Linked DNA regions of Pan troglodytes: region 1 is linked to region 2. Evidence: chromatin contacts called from public HiChIP or PLAC-seq data. All regions are on one chromosome and are shown on one strand. Each heading gives the region's core, a stretch centred on a gene start, on an enhancer-like site or on the middle of the called end of the contact. The rest is flanking DNA. Distances are from core to core; before and after follow the strand shown. Region 1 holds the start of LOC129137710 (collagen alpha-1(II) chain-like). Region 2 holds the start of COPRS (coordinator of PRMT5 and differentiation stimulator).

Region 1 (5,540 bases), core at 766-3,265, 310 kb after region 2:
AAGGGGGAGGTGCGGGGACCAAAGCCTCCCCACCGCAGCCCCACTCCCGAGTGGGGCGCAAGAGTTATGCGCCGACAAACTTCGCCACGCTCCCACGCCGCGCCTGCGAGGCCCAGCTCCGCTCTGCCTCGGTTACCTGCGCTCAGCTCGGCGGGCGAGGGGCGCGGGGCGCGGGGCGGGAGCCGTGGCCGACCTCTCGCAGCAGGCCGCACCCTCCCGCAAGGCCGAGTCCGCACCGCTGCCTGGGCACGGGGGCCATAGCCGCTAGCCGGGGCCCGCGCCCCGACGTTCCGGGAGCCCCTCGAGCTCCTGGCCGGGGGCCGTGGCCTCGCTCGACCTGCCCGGGACCTGGGGGCCGCCGCCGCCCCCTCCGCTAGGAGAGCGAGCCCGGCGAAGCCGGGAGAGGAGCGGGGCGGCGAGACCCCTCGAAAGTTGCGGGGGTCGGCTTGCTCGCCGCGGCCCGACCTGGCTCCACGTGCTGGTGACACATCAGGAAGGCTGCGCGCCCCGCGGCTCCCGGCGGGCGGACGCGGCCAGCGCCCGCCCGCACCGCCTCCCAGAGCCGAGCGGACGGCGCCCCGCCCCGGCCCGCCCTTCGCCCGCCCCTAGGCGGCACCGCCCCCGGCCGCGACGCCCGCTCCAGCCTGCGGCACCGGCGGGAGAGACCCTGACGGCGGTGGGGGGTGGCCCGGGTTCCCCGCCCTGCCCCGGGGATGGGGTCCCGACGCGGGCGGCCCTACTCGACAGTCTGGAGTGCCTTCCTCCCAGTCACGCAGTCCTTCCCGCCCCGGAGCCCAGTAATTTTCCCTTTTCCTCCTTTGACCCGTCCGAGCAGCTGCCAGCGCTTCCTCCCGCGGAGACCGGCGCGGGGAGCCCCCTGCCGGCCGCTCCGCTCCCGGGCCGCGCCCCCGCCCGGTGGAGCGCGCCTGCCGCCGGCCTCAACTTCCCCATCTAGAACCTGGAGCCGCCGGGCACTTCTGGCAGGGCTTTGGTGGCAAAGATTATAAATTAAAGTGCCAAGCATAGTACCGGGCAGCATACTTTCTTGAGATGTTAAAATTTCGTGCTTTCAACTCCCAGTTCCAGCGGCCTACAGACAACCTCTCTTCCTGGCTGTGCTGTTTGAAAAGCTGAGTTCCTTTAGGGAGACTGTGGAAAAGGAGTGGGACAGAAAAGCTTTGAGGCTGAGTAAGAGCTGTCCCAAGATTAGCGAGGGGTGGGAGGTCAGTGGAATCCCCTTGGTGGAGACCTGCTGCCCCACTGTCTCTCCGGAGACGCCAGGATGTGGGAGAGTAACTGCGTGTCTCCTCTGGGACCTGAACCAGGCCTCTACCAAGATCCCCAGCCTCAAGATGGCCAGGATTCCAGGCACCGTGGGTGATGGGGAAGCCCAAATAACCACTGAGGTTGAGTTTCCCAACCTCTTCAGGTCGAGATTTGGAGCCATTTAAAGAAAATAACGTGACATATCTGTTTGTGTCCCGACATAGATATTAGCTATGTTCCTGCCTTCTCTTTCCTGGCCTCACCAACCCAGATCATGCCTTTAAATCTCACTATGAGGCTGGGCACGGTGGCGCACACCTGTAATCCCAGCACTTTGGGAGGCCAAGGCAGGATTGCTTGAGCCCAGGAGTTTGAGACCAGCCTGGGAATATAGTGAGACTCTGTCTTTACAAAAAAAAAAAAAAAAATTAGCTGGGCGTGGTGGCACACACCTGAGGTGGGAGGATCGCTGAAGCCCAGGAGTTAGAGGCTACAGTGAATTATGATCGCACCACGGCACTCCAGCCTGCGTGACAGAGGGAGACCCTGTCTCTAAACTTCACTTTGGTAAGGGTTGAGTGGTATATCTGGTTTATCTGATCCCCACATCGGGATCCCTGGGTGGGACATGTCCAGGAGCTGGTGCTCCCAGGAGTGCGTAGCTGGGGGAGGGATGGCGGCCAAGCGCTGGCAGAGATGCCCAGTGCTGGGGCATGGACAGCGCTGGCCCCAGGCCTCTGTAATCGCCATTTTGTGGGAGCGCAGGATTAGAAGGGAAGAAAGAAGATGCCCTGACGTTGCTGGAGATGCAGCCGGGGCTGGAGGGGGTCTGGAGTTAGTGCTCTGCTTTCTCTTCCCCTTTTATTGCTCGCTCCAAATCTGACAAACCCTTAGGATCTCTGAGACTCAGGAGCCGGGAGGAGCCGGTGTCCTGGGGGGATGAAAGGGCAGGGTTGTAATGGGTTTACCCCGGTGCTGATCCCAGAGAAGCTCGAAGAAGATTAAGATTTGCTCCCTGGGCCTGAAATCTCCCTGCTACCCCCTGACCACATCAAAGGACACGGCCGTGGGGGGTGCCTAATCCCATCAATGGAATCAAAGCTGGACAAGAAAGGAAATTCTTCGATCTTGGGGCAGCAGCAGGATGCAGCTCACTACAGAAAGGCAGATCGAGGTCCTGGCCTTTTCCACTGGCGGGAACATCCCAAGAAAGATCCAGTCCACAGGCAGATAGGGCCTGCCCTTTTCTTCCTGAGGTGGCCACTGCGGGAAGGTCAACCACAAGAACTTGGGATACCCAGCAGCAGGACTGGGCCTGCCTCCAGGGGCAGAGAAGGACCCCGGGGGCAGGGGGTGGGGGCTCACCCAACATCCCAACATCATACAGCTTTTCTGGCTCCCAGCTTGACTTCTGGAAGGGGCTTTTGCATGTGACACTCCTTGCCACCAGCGTTTCCCAAAAGGTGGTGCTCATATGAGAGATGGTTTTAGATGGAAAAAAATGTAATATGTAGTACTAAATATAAATTTTCTGAATATTGCTGTTACAATGAGGCAAAAATGGTTAAAGTGAGCCAACTCAAAGACAAGAATTTAGTAAATAATGTTATAGGTAGTATTCTGATATGACAACAATAATGGCAGTGGTATGCAAATGCAAATTACTAAAGTTAGAAAAATAGACCAGGCGCAGTGGCTCAGGCTTGTAAGCCACAAGCACTTTGGGAGGCCAAGGCAGGCAGATTGCTTGAGCTCAGGAGTTCAAGACCAGTCTAGGCAACCTGACGAAACCATGTCTCTACAAAAACAAAAAAACAAAACAAAAATTAGCTAAGCGTGGTGCCGCGCACCTGTAGTCTCAGCTACTCGGGAGGCTGAGGTGGGAGGATCACTTGAGCTCAGGAGGTTGAGGCTGCAGTGAGCTGTGATCATACCACTGCACCCTAGCTTGAGCAACAGAGTGAGACCCTGTCTCAAAAATTAAAAAAAAAAGAAAAGAAAAGAAAGAAAAACACTCCTTTCAATCATCTTTAGAGAAATGTTGCCTTAGAACAGTAGCTTTCAAACTCAGTCATGCCCCATGATAGGAAATACCTGTGTGTGTACGTATGTATATATGTGTATGTATCTATGTACATGTGTAAAACAAATGTTTTATGAAACAATTCTTATGCACTCAAATATATATTCTGTGTTACCGTTCCATTTTTAGAATGCTGTTTACAAGCTGTTAAATTGGTTTCACTTAACAGGGTTACCTCCTGCTGTTTGAGAACTTCAAGAACATACCGTGATGATGATGATATTAACATCTCTCTGTTATTTTTATTTATTTATTTATTTATTTATTTGAGACAGAGCCTCACTGTGTTGCCCAGACTGGAGTGCATTGGCGTAATCTCGGCTCACTGCAACCTCCGCCTCCCAGGTTCCTGCCTCAGGCTCCCTAGTAGCTGGGATTACAGGCGCCCGCCACCATGCCCAGCTAATTTTTGTATTTTTGGTAGAGACGGGGTTTCACCATGTTAGTGAAACCTGACCTCGGGTGATCCTCCTGCCTCAGCCTCCCTAAGTGCTGGAATTACAGGTGTAAGCCACTGCACCCGGCCCAGAAAGAGTTCTGAGAGAAGTCATAGGCATCCTGGGGACCAGAGGGAGAAAAGGGCTGGTGATAACCTGAAGTACTTTGTAGGTGACTATGGAATTTGTGAGGGTGATTTTCTCAGCATATTCTGCTTAGATGGCAATGCACCTGGGTTTTGTTTCTCTCGGCCCAAATGATCTGGACCAAGGGAGAGCCCCAGAATCAGGGGAAAGGCAAGCAGGAAGGGAAATCTTTACTGCAGAAAAACTACTCTGGCATTACCAGACTTGTCACTGCTTATGGCCTGTTTCGATTCCTCACCTTCTCTGCAACCTTCTGAGAGTTATTTCCTGCCTCTGAAGTTCAGTTTCCTCATCAGCAAAATTGGGACGTGATTTTTTTTCTCTGTGATTTCTCCCAACTTGATTGTTCCATTACTGGAGGATGAGAAGTTGAGTTTTCTTTTTCTGACCTTCATTCATTCAGCCAACAAATGAAGAGCCTCATTTTATATACCAGGGGAAGAGAAGACAGGACGCTTGCCCTCAAGCAGCAGCAGAGGGGTAAATTCCCCAGAAAGGAATCCATTGTCTCCAGGTGTTGTCATATTTCAGCAATGCCATGGCTGTGCTTTCAGCTGAATTCAGTTTTCCTGGATGATGGGGTCTGGGGAGGAGGCAGGTGACCTGAGGCTCCCTACCCAGGCTGGCCTTCTGCACGTGATGCTGAGGATGGCTCCTGGGAAGTGAGGTCACACAATGATCCCTACTGGCCCCAGGTCCCAGCCCTCTTACTCAGTGTTCTTTGAAATGCTTTCAGTAGCCAAAGCACATGTCTGGAAAATATTAGAGCCCTTGATCCAGAAGTTAAGCCTTTGGCCTATGAGCTTTATCTTTGCCCTCACTCTCTGTGACTGAATTGATTCTTGTCTTTAAGTTCCCACTCTGTGTGTGATGGTCACTGTGCCATGTTACCCCTTCAAGAAAGGGTTTGTCCCAGCTGCTTGGAGTGCTGTCAACAGACTGTCTTCTGCCATCAGAGCCGCCTAGTCTAAGCTCTCTGGACAGCCCACATCCAGTAGTGGTGGGGGAGGGGGGCTCTCCCTCATTTCACACCTGCTTCCCACCCTTTCCCAGGTGGAATAAGCATTCTGCACATTAAGCTCTGTCTAGGGGTCTGCCTTCTGGGGAATCCAACCTTTGACAGTATATATCTGTGTCCCTCTCTTGCCCCTAAAGCCTTAATATTGTAATCAAGTATAGTGATTTTGGTCACCATCTGCTGTTCCTATCGATCAGGCATGAGTATTTGACAAGTGAGGTGCCAGTTTGGCCTACAGGCTGGCAAAGAGATAGACCATCTCCTGGGTGCATGTCAAGTTAATAATGAAGATGACTTTTCCTAGAAGATTTGAGCTCATGCTGTAGACAAGCATAATATCTGTGATAAAGGTAGAGCTTTCTGGGTGACCTAGAACAATCACTTTCCTTCTCTTTGCCTGTTTCTGCAGTGTGAAATGAGAGGGTTGGCTGGTTTCATTTCTATCAGTGTATTATTCCAAATTGGTAAATTTGTCCCCAAGTATGGGGTTAGACCTTTGGGGTTTGCTAATAAAACCATCTACAGGGAATGAGAATTTGTTTCTTAATTCAAAAATTGATTTTACCTGCAGGTTAGAGGGGCCACAGGG
Region 2 (5,711 bases), core at 433-2,932:
CTTTATTATATATTAAATTTCTATGAGTATTAGAGTCTACTTTAGAACATTTTTATTTTAAGCTTTTGTACTGTTTTCTTTTTCTTTCTGGTTTTTTTTTTTTTTTTTTTTTAGACCAAGTCTCACTCTGTCGCCCAGGCTGGAGTGCTATGGGGCAATCTCTGCTCACTGCAACCTCCACCTCCCAGGCTCAAGTGATTCTCCTGCCTCAGCCTCCCTAGTAGCTGGGATTATGGGTGTGTGCCACCACGCCTGGCTAATTTTTGTATTTTTAGTAGAGATGGGGTTTCACCATGTTGGCCAGGATAGCCTTGAACTGACCTCAAGTGATCCGCCTGCCTCGGCCTCCCAAAGTGCTGGGATTACAGGAGTGAGCCACCGTGGCCAGCCCCTGTTTTCTTGTCATTTGTTTTAAAATAAGAAAAAAATTCCTCTTTTTCCTGTCCCTTAAGTCCTGGGATGTTTAACATTCTTAATCTTATTTGGCACTTTAATTTTACAAAAGAGATATGTAGATTAGGGAGCAAAGAGGATAGTGGTAGTCTCCTTAACACAAGGCTATAAGGGTGGTCACCTGGGGTCATCACATCCCTGTATCTGATTCTCAATATTGCAGGTTATGAAAACACATCTAGCTAGTACACCTAGAGTTGCACTGTTAGAAACAGTAGCTCCAAGGCACATGTAGCAATTTAAATTTATTCGAATTATTCAATTTATTCACATTGGCCACATTTCAAGTGCTCAGTAGGTATATGGTTACTATATTGGACAGTACAGATAGTAGAACTTTCATTTCCACTTCCACCATTAAAGAACGTTCTATTGGACATTGCTGACCTAGAGGCAGTTAGCCTTGGGGATACTGACTCCTGTGTAGGAACATCTACATATAGAACAAAAATAATATCGAATATTATGTGTCAGTTTTATGCTAAATTTTTTCAAATGCCTTTTGTGTTGTACAAACAACACAGTCTTTGAGGGGGATGAAGGAAGAGGGTCTCATGTCCTGATGTTGACGTGATTAGCACACCTTGAGCTGGTTTGTTATTAGAGGTTAGGCACTGTGGGGAAGGCAGGGAAGGCTGTCTTTCCAGTTGGGCTGTTCCCAGCTCAGGCCCTGCCTATCCCCAGAAGCCACCTTTCGAGGCAAAATGGGAAATAATTAGGTTGTCGGTATCAGGCGTTGAGCATGGAAATACAGGAATCCCGAATGTTCAGGATTATTATGAGTAAGCGTCGTGGCCTGTATTCTGTGTCCACTGCATATTGCAGTTTGTGTCTTAATCATCTATCTTGGTTTCTAATGGATTAACTTCAAAGACGATCATTAGCTCAAGGTGGAGGTCACTGGGTTGCTCATGTGTCTTACCCACGCGGGGTTTTGAAGCTGGAGCACACCCCGAGTGGCCGAGTAGGGTACGCTTGGCGTTTCACACGCAGCTAGTCGTGCAGCCTTAGGATATGCACCGAGAGGAGTTTCTAAAATCCGTCTCCGAGATTGTTTCAGATTTCGCGCTGGGAGGGAGGGGCGGGCTCCGCGAGGCCGCGCGCCCCGCCCCCTGCACCGCCCCGCCCCCGCTTCCTCGTGACACCCCCGCGCCCCGCCCTCTTGGCCGGTACCCACCCCCTCCCCAGGCTGATTGGCGCTTCTGCGGCGGATCCTCCGGCGGGCAGGCGGGCCGGCGCGTCACGTGGCCCACGGCGTCCAGGGCGACCAGCCGCGGGCCTCAGGGCATGGACCTTCAGGCCGCCGGGGCCCAGGCGCAGGGGGCCGCGGAGCCGTCTCGGGGCCCGCCGCTGCCTAGCGCGCGGGGGGCGCCCCCCAGCCCGGAGGTGAGCGCCGCGTGGGGGCCGGGAGCAACAGCCAGCCGCAGCCTGGGGCGGGAAGTCGCGGGGCCGGGCTGGGCGGGGGCCGCGGGGCCGGGGAAGCGCCTCTGGCCGGCCTCGGGCCGCCCCGCGACACGGAGCGCTGTTTGGGCTCGCGCTCGAGCTGAAAACGGCCAGGCCGCGGGGCCGCGGGGCCGCGGGGCTGCGGGGCGGGGAAAGCCGAGGGCGTGGGTGGGCGCGCCGGGTCAGCAGGGAAGGCTGTCCGCCCGCTGGGCGCCGCTGCGGATTTGGTAAATGGGAGGTGACGCTGGTGACCGAGAGCCGGGGCCCGCTGCCAGGAGCCTGGGCGAGGGCCAGGTGAGGGCGGCGAGGAGAGGGACTTGACTTTACAGACCTGTGGACCTCTGTCCGTTGGTGGGGATGCCAGCTGACCCTGAGCCCCAGATGTCACATGCGCGCTCCCCCTTCTCCTTACTGAAACCAGAAAGGCCCTGTTTGACGCAGGGTTTCCAGAAACTTGTTTTCATGTAAGCTAGACAGCTCCTGGTTTTCCCGAGAACGTTACAGACCGTTATTACAGTTCTTACCTGTCCTTGTTTACAGTCTGTACCGGCTAGGTGCTGAGCGGCTTGAAGGTAGGAACCCTCTGTTAGGGCTGTTTGCCCAGCCTATCATAGTGCCTGGCACAGGAGATAGACATGCCGACTGGATGAATGATGCCTCAAAGATGGTACTTAGCCAAAGTAAGATATGAAAAATGCAGCGACACTTATAAAGAAAATTACTTTGGAGTGCAGAATAGAATGGGACTAATTTTGTCAGGGCATAGCAGGAAAGGATCAAGGTGAGAGGCTGGTGGTGTCTGCAGAGGCGTGGAGATGAGAAAGTGCAGGGCACATGGCCTGGAGTTGGGTCTCAGAGCATGCAGAGAACTATGCTCAACAGGTTGATGGGAGTGGGAGAAGAGGGGACGTGCGAATGCCATGGCTAATTTTGTGCTCTCTCAGTGGAGGGCTGTTGAAGGTTTTGAGCAGAGTAGTGATTAATTCTGTAAGGCTGGGCCAGATGGCTGGATGGGAAGGTGGTTAGGAGGCCGTGGCAGTGGTTTAGGCGAGAGGTCTGACTTCTCCTTGGGCGGCAGTGACCAGAGGTTGTCACTAACTACAGGGAGTGGAACTGAATTATTAAACCCAGACACGACTAGATAATGAATGCTGATTGGAGCAGGTGCCGAGTACAGTTTAGATGTAGCAGAAAAGATGAATTTAAATTCAAGAAATGTTACATTCTTGCCACATGCCAGGTGTTTTCATAAATGGTGTCTAATCATAAGTCCCCTGCAGGGTCAGAACAGTCACCCCCAATTTCTGGAGAAGAAAACGCAGGCACAGTAATTGAAGTGATGTGTTCAAGGTCACACTCTGAATGGATGGCAGAGCTGGGATCAAAATCAGGTCTTTTATGCAGGCAGGGAACATTTCGTGATTCATTAGAAAGAGGTCTTGGAGGTCATAGGGTTTCAGGAACTTCTGAGTGACGGGAGCAGAGAAGCATTTGGTTGGCTGTGCGGGAAGATTTTCAGTTAGATTAGAAATACTGCCTTCAGTGCTCAGCATTGCAGAGGAATTATAAAGCTTCCCCCACCTCAGTGTGTCGGTGAGGAAACAGAGAATTTGATAGAGTTGTTTACTAGCTATAAAGTTGTTAAGTAACTGAAAAGGTAAAACGTGTACCTGGGGGTGGCAACCGCAGGGAACAGCTACCAACCTATGGCTGAAGGAACAAAGAGATGAAGTTGATTAAAATTTAAAAGCTTAGGGAAAAGGCTCTGCAGAGCTGAAATTCCAACCTTTAAGGAGAAGGCACTGCCCCAGCTGATGGTAGGGGATCTCTGAGCTTGGAGGAGAGTCCTGAGACCCAGACCTCTAAAGACAAGGTGCAGTGATAAGACTGGCTCTGCAAGAGTTCGCAGAACTGTATACTGGATTCTGTGGCCACTATAGGAAGGCATTCCTGCTGCCACGGTGAAGTGTCATGAGGTGATGCCTACATGAATAGGAAGGAACAAGGCCCATCTCCCTCCAGCCTTGCTCAGTTTAACAGGGCAAAGCAGAAATGTGGGTGGCAGAGTCCCAGCCCTGCATCACCAAGGGGAGTATGGAAGACTGGGTGGGGTTGAGATGCAATAGCTGAATACTGGGCATACCCCAGATACCCAAGTCCTTGGTAATCATTTCTTCTTCCTGCAGGCTGGCTTTGCTACAGCTGACCACTCTGATCAGGAGAGAGAGACTGAGAAGGCTATGGATCGACTAGGCAAGTAGATGGCAGAGACGGAAGTTGGGGAGACCAAGGATGTGAGGAGAGGAATAGTCCCTCTGTCTCATTTACCTTCTCTTTTAGCCAGTCCTTTCTGCTGCTTAGTGACCTTCTCTGCCCAGTTGAACAGTACCCTCCTTTGGAAGCCTTGCTTGGAGCTTCCTTAAGGGAAGTTCTGAACTTTTCTTATGTACAAACCCATCCTTCTACCGAGAGAAACAGCTTGAAACGGTGAAAATAGTACAGCAGTCTCACCTTATTCCTAGGGGATACATTCTAAGACCCCCCCCCCGCCCCAATGGATGCCTGAAACTGCTTTTTTTTCCTCCTATATATACTATTTCTGATATGGTTTAACTTATAAATTATGCATATGTGATTAATAACAATAGTAATATAGAACAATTATGCCAGTATACTGAAAGTTACGTGAATGTGTTCTCTCTCAAAATATCTTTTTTTTTTTGAAATGGAGTCTCGCTGTGTCACCAGGCTGGAGTACAGTGGCACGATGTCAGCTCACCGCAACCTCCGCTTCCCAGGTTAAAGCAATTCTCCTGCCCCAGCCTCCCGAGTAGCTGGCACTACAGGCACGCGCCACCACACCCAGCTAACTTTTGTATTTTTAGTAGCTATGGGGTTTTACTATGTTGGCCAGGCTGGTCTCGAACTCCTGATCTCAAGTGATCTGCCCACCTAGGCCTCCCAAAGTGCTGGGATTACTGTGAGCCCACGCTCCCAAAGTGCTGGGATTACAAAGGCATGAGCCACTGTGCCCAGCCCCCTGCCGTTTTTTTTTTTTTTTTTGAGAGGGAGTTTTGCTCTTGTTGCCCAGGCTGGAGTGCAATGGCACAATCTTGGCTCACTGCAACCTCTGCCTCCTGGATTCAAGCATTCTCCTATCTCAGCCTCCCAAGTAGCTGGATTACAGGCATATGCCACCATGCCCGGCTAATTTTTGTATTTTTAGTAGAGATGGGGTTTCACCATGTTAGCCAGGCTGGTCTCGAACTCCTGACCTCACATGATCCATCTGCCTCAGCCTCTCAAAGTGCTGGGATTATAGGTGTGAGCTACCACGCTTGGCCCCTTTTTTTCTTTTTCTTTTTTTTTTGAGATGGAGTCTCACTCTGTCACCCAGGCTGGACTGCAGTGTCGCAATCTTGGCTCACTGCAACCTCTGTCTCCCGGGTTCAAGTGATTCTTGTGCCTCAGCCTCCTGAGTAGCTGGGATTACAGGCGCGCACCATATCGCCTGGCTAATTTTTGTATTTATTTATTTATTTATTTATTTTTTGAGACAGAGTCTCGCTCTGTCTCCCAAGCAGTGGCACTATCTCGGCTCACTGCAAACTCTGCCCCCTGGGTTCACACCCTTCTCCTGCCTCAGCCTCCCGAGTAGCTGGGACCACAGGCACCCGCCACCACGCCTGGCTAATTTTTTGTGTTTTTAGTAGAGATAGGATTTTACCATGTTAGGATGGTCTCGATCTCCTGACCTCGTGATCTGCCCTCCTTGGCCACCCAAAGTGCTGGGATTACAGGTGTGAGCCACTGCT

The links. HiChIP or PLAC-seq counts read pairs in DNA pulled down with a chosen protein or histone mark.
Region 1: an H3K4me3 HiChIP or PLAC-seq map of stem cell-derived excitatory neurons shows a contact between it and region 2, with 8 times the contacts expected there. The contact joins the promoter of LOC129137710 here to the promoter of COPRS in region 2. A contact is called at or near these places in 1 of 1 datasets of contacts at active chromatin or transcription factors (stem cell-derived excitatory neurons) and 1 of 1 other capture datasets (stem cell-derived neural stem cells).

Annotation. Positions count from the first base shown.
Region 1 is chr19:36,054,059-36,059,598 of NHGRI_mPanTro3-v2.0_pri, forward strand. It overlaps LOC129137710 (collagen alpha-1(II) chain-like), which reads right to left and starts at 2,016. Exons shown (of 3, transcript XM_054671127.1): 1 at 1,874-2,016; 2 at 773-986; 3 at 1-605. The coding sequence starts at 2,016.
Region 2 is chr19:35,744,453-35,750,163 of NHGRI_mPanTro3-v2.0_pri, forward strand. It overlaps COPRS (coordinator of PRMT5 and differentiation stimulator), which reads left to right and starts at 1,683. Exons shown (of 4, transcript XM_001174701.6): 1 at 1,683-1,839; 2 at 4,083-4,149. The coding sequence starts at 1,741.